Linked DNA regions of Capsicum annuum: region 1 is linked to region 2. The links are chromatin contacts, called in public Hi-C maps. All regions are on one chromosome and are shown on one strand. Each heading gives the region's core, a stretch centred on a gene start, on an enhancer-like site or on the middle of the called end of the contact. The rest is flanking DNA. Distances are from core to core; before and after follow the strand shown. Region 1 has its middle 11 kb from the start of LOC124896617. Region 2 holds the start of LOC107864091 (cyclin-T1-3).

Region 1 (2,700 bases), core at 124-2,623, 47 kb after region 2:
AATAATTAAACTAAGTCGCATGATTTATGGGATGTAACAGCTAAACTGGTATTACTTTAGCAATTAACCTAACTAATTATGGTAAAAATCAATAAAATCCCACAAGAAAACGTAATTTGTTTGTTATTCCACCTTTTTAAACAAAATCTCTTCCATAATCAGTTTTTAGATAGCAAACTATTCAAATGAATTTTTTTTTCTTGATTTTGTTTGAGATATTTGCAATGAATATTTCAGTGTTATTACGTCATTCCGGCGTTGGATTAACGAAATAAAGTATGAGGGCTATAAGAGTGACGAAATCATTGGTGAACATGTAACTTATGATAAATTGATTTCAGCCATTGTTGTAGAATTGAAAATTGATGAAAGTAGGAAAAAAAATTAAGGCTCGTTATCTAATTGATAATAATGCGACATCGTTGTTGATTTGTAATGAGATCGGTACGAAGCTTTATATCAAATACTTTCATTCTGCTTTACTATCACAATTACCATCTGAAATAAAGTCGGCAAAATTTGCATTTGCGTTTCTTTGTCATGCCTTTCCTATTAAAGAAAATTTTAAATTAGTACCATTAAAATATTACTATCAAGAAATTAAAAACTAGTGAAGGACACTTAGTTCAGGATTTTGTCCTTCTGCTGCAAGTGTAAGGGGAGTTAGACAAAACTCTCTCTCTAAAAGGCCCGTCGAGAGAATGACCGACACCACCACCTATTCCGATGCCGTATCAACTCAACCCCCGACAAAGCCACCGGATCCACCACCATAAGGTAAGGGTGATACCATGGACATAGACCCAGTTGGTAAACAAACCTTCAAAGATGTCTTACGAGATAAACACTCGGATTTAAACCAATCCTATGAGTACAACATGCTATAGGCTAATTGCGAGGATGCTGAGGAATTCGATATGGACGCCATCCCAATTTCAAACGAAGAGAAAGCTCGGATATACCTCCCATGAAAATACTCAGTTATTATTAAATTGGTGGGTAAGAAAATTAGCCATCAATACCTACGTACAAAGTTGATGAAGCTCTGAAAACCCACCGAAAACCTGATTCTAACAGATCTAGGGAAGGATTTCTACATAGCAAAGTTCAGCATGATCAAGATAAAAAACAAAGCCCTTCACGAAGGACCGTGGTTCGTTGCTGGAAAGTTTCTCTCTGTCAAACAATGGGAGTCGAACTTTGCACCACAAAACTCTACGCTGACCCACACGGCTGTCTGAGCTCGACTACCAAATTTGCCAACCGAATTCTACGATCGAAGTATCCTGGAAAATATTGGGAGAAAGTTGGGGGCACTATTAAAGATCGATTCTTACATATTGGCGACACTACAGGGACGATATGCAAGGATATGTGTGCATGTGACACTCCACTCGCCGGTCAAAAAGTCAATTACCATCGGTTCCCACAAACAACAAGTCATATACGAGGGAGAAAGGTCCCTCTGTGTCAATTATGGCCACATTGGACACACCTTGCCCCATTGGCCAAACACGACACCAGAAAATCCTCTGGCCCAAGAAGCCACTATAACAACCACCGACTCCAGCACTCCGTCCGTGGAAGAACATTGGAAAACTGTAATTTTTTCAAAAAAAAATGTAAAATCAAAAGGGAAACCCACCAAAAAAGGCTCAGCTGACAAAAGGGTCGTTCAAACCCCAACCCAAGTAAAAGCTTTCGATGCAGCAACAAGTAAATTTCTAGCCCCTAATGTCTCCCTCACCCCTGTAAATCAAAAGGACAAAAGAAAGGTGAGATCGACAAATGCTAACTCTTCTCCTTTGACTAACAAGGTCAACTTGGCCTCCCCAAGAAAATCTCAAGGGGAAGGCTCAAGTGGTGACCCACTACCATACAAATCTTTTTTACTCCCTAACCTCCTCTGAAGGACACAAAGGTATGGATGGCCCCATTGCCCCACAGCTTGTCAACAAAGAGGCCCCACCTTGCTCATCAGAGAGCCATGAAGGCTCCCTAAGCCTCCTTCAGAACGCCTCGACTTTCCACATTAACTCCATATCCTTCACTATCCCACCAAGGGCTTTTAGTAATCATCATATCGGAGCTATTGACAAGACAATCAGGGTCGAATCAATTAACTCCAACCTACCTAATCCCCTCTCTACTCAATAAAAGGGATGTATACAATCTCCTCACTCATCTTCTGTCCAGAATAGAACTAAAGATGGAAAACTTCAACATGGGAATAACCTCAGCTCCAAACACCCCCTAATTCTGGTATCGGCTCTACTACTACCAGACCACAACCCCCAGTCAGGACTGGGGGAGCTGACACTATAGGACTTGAGCTTCACTCTAAATGCAACAGTTCACAACCAACCAGTAGTACTTCTAATCCATAACCTTCACTACTTGGCAAGACTAGTCAGAGATTGCATAGACCATGCAGTTTAAAGACTAGGAAGCCAAGTGTGGATGCAAGCTCTCCTTCAGGCTTAACTAGTACAGAATGTGGGACACCTCTCCACAGAGGAATACAACTTCCTAATGAGCTAGACCTTTTATAGCCTGACCTTGTTCCCCACAAGTATGTCAACCACACTAGTCAATCCCCCCTTCATCCCCTGGACACCCCAGAGACAACTCTTCCAAAACATTTCCCCACATACCCAGGGAGAAAATCTAGAAAGAGGAAAAATCACTCTAACAGACTCT
Region 2 (2,700 bases), core at 178-2,677:
CAATGGTTGTAAGCAGAGGAATGAACCATCCCACTCATCTGGTTTCTACCGTAAAAAGACCTAGAGTCTCCACAAAAAGGGCCACCTTGTGAATAGTAAGTCTGCCCGAGCGCCATGGTCCCTGTTCAATTCAAAATAAAAATCAGTACAAACTGAATTCCATCAATTTCTCCTATCACAGAAACAAACATCCAATTTGGTATACTCTGTGAATTATCATGAAGCTATACTCTCTTAAAGCCTAAGACCCATAAAAAAATATTAAAAAAATATATAAAGACTGAAACTTTCATACTAAAGCTACAGTATTTTCAAACAAAACCAAATAAAACAAAAAACGAAGTCCTTTCTGCAAAGCCAGTTCCATACACAATCCACTAAACGACACAAAGTCACGTTCATCAGCCTAAAAAGCATAAAAACATAAGAAAGACTGAAACTTTCATACTGAAACTACAGTATTTTCAAATAAAACAAAAAACTAAGTCCTTTTCGCAGAGCCAGTTCCCTTCACCATTATGCATTAACCGACATAAAGTCAAGTTCATACGACCGCAAACATGATTGCTGAATCTTCGTACCCTAACTAAAACTAGACTCAAATAGAACTAGAACAAAATTCACCGCAAATAAACCTTCATAAATACGACGAAACTACCACCAACTATTCTTTTTCTACAATCCCATGAAACAACAACCGATCATCCGAATTTAATTGCAGAGAAAAAAACACCTCAAACTACATCAAAATTAGTTATAATTCAAAAAAATAAAAAATAAAAATCACCAACCACCAATCGATCCAATCAAGTAATATACTCTGAATAATTAGCAAAAATTTTCAAGTGCCAATTTTTTTTTAAAAGAAAAACTCAAGTATCATAAAACTTAAGGATATCATCACCATCTAAATAAAAACTTGAATTAGCTCAGGAACATATATTAGAAATGCTCAGGAACATATATTAGAAATACCCAAATTATATATATATATAGATAGATAGATAGAGGTGCCAGTTTTGCAAATAATAATAATAATAATAATAATAACAAATAAATAAATAAATAAATAAAAACTCATCAAAGCTACGTATCAGATAGATCCTCGAAAAACGAAAAAATCAAAGGTATGATTATGAATCAAAATACAAATTAAAGTAGATAAAAGATGTAACTTTTATTTTGGAAAGGAAATTACCAGAATATAGCAAGGGAAAAGAGATGGAGAGAGTGCGTAATGGATCGGAAGAATCGGCGAATTTTACAAAGGAATTGCTTGAGAGAATAGGGTTTGGAGATTTGGTGAAGGAGAGAATATATGATAGGGTAATTTATTTGGAATTTGGACAAAGAAAGCGGTCATTCTTATTGTGTTATTGTGGGTGTATTTGGAATTTGGACAGATAATTGTGTTATTGTGTTATTCAACTATACTCGCTTTTTCTTGTTACTTTTTTTTTAGTTCATATATTTTGATGACCTAAATTATTTTTTTAAATCAAAAATAAGGACAAATAATATAAATTCCGATATTTTAAAATTTAATTATAAATTTTTTTAATATTTTATATAATTATTAAAAATTTTAATTTTGAATCTATCGATACATAATTAGTTTCAAATACATTTAACGAAAATACAATTTTCTTCTATAAAGCTACAATAATTAACTCACAATATATTTTTTTCAATTCTGTAGATGTTGAGATACATAATACATCCAACGAAGGTGCATTTTTTTGTATAAAGGTACATAATTAGCTTCTAATTTTTTTTTTAATTTTTAATTTGTCGAAATATATAATACATACAACGAAGATATATTTTTTTCTTGTAAAGATACATAATTAGCTCCTGATATATTTTTCTCGCTTTTGAATCTGTACAGATACATAATTAGCTTTTCAATACATCTAATAAAGTTACATAATTAATTGAAATTTTTATAATTACTTTGTGAGAATAAAAATTTATGTAAATATGTTAAGTTAATGTGTATGTTTATGTTATTTTTTCATAAATTAATCTGTCATGTTTTAATTAATTTGTACATGTGTTAGATTGATTTTATATGTTATTTGTCATCTTCTATCACTTACACGAGGATAATTATGTTCATTGAAATTAAATGTGACCTATAATGGTGGTGGAGCACATATTTAAGGAGTGTTAATCCATATTCATTCGCTAGAGAATTACATAATTAAGTTACATATATATATATATATTGGTTGAACATATAAATAGATAATTAAAATTGAAATGATTTTTCACTTCGTATCAACTCTAAATACGTGTATATAAATTCTTCCTAATGTTTTTTTATAATTCATAACTCAAATTCAAAACTTTGCTAGAAATTTTATTAGTTATTCTACCATAATATTTGTTGTTCCTTGTTGGGTTTTTGGTAGTTGAGTTTAGCCACAAGCATACAAAACTACACTGATTTGTTATTTTTAACGGAAAAAGCTCAAAAATAATCTTGAACTATTCGAAATAGCTTAAAAATACTCTTCGTTAGATTTTTGGCTCAAAAATACCCCTTCGTTAAATATTTGGCTCAAAAATACCCCTTCCTCTAACAGAATTCGAAAAAGGATTAAAAATACCTCTGAACTATCGGAAATAGATCAAAAATACCCCTCTGTTAAATATTTGGCTCAAAAATACTCCTCCCTTAACGAAATTAAATTATTT

Evidence for each region. Hi-C and Micro-C count contacts between places; a contact is called where the count stands out from the background.
Region 1: a contact with region 2 is called in a Hi-C map of bud, with 3 times the contacts expected there. The contact joins the enhancer-like site here to the promoter of LOC107864091 in region 2. A contact is called at or near these places in 2 of 5 Hi-C or Micro-C datasets (bud and leaf).

What each region holds. Positions count from the first base shown.
Region 1 is chr3:25,954,423-25,957,122 of UCD10Xv1.1, forward strand. No RefSeq gene overlaps it. Among protein-coding and RNA genes, the nearest start is that of LOC124896617, 11 kb to the left of the region's middle. Within about 2 kb of position 1,374, at least 5 of the 5 cell types and tissues checked have an H3K27ac peak or open chromatin away from gene starts, as enhancers often do. A contact at or near this core is called in bud and leaf, where this site is marked.
Region 2 is chr3:25,907,763-25,910,462 of UCD10Xv1.1, forward strand. It overlaps LOC107864091 (cyclin-T1-3), which reads right to left and starts at 1,428. Exons shown (of 7, transcript XM_016710353.2): 1 at 1,199-1,428; 2 at 1-121. The coding sequence starts at 116.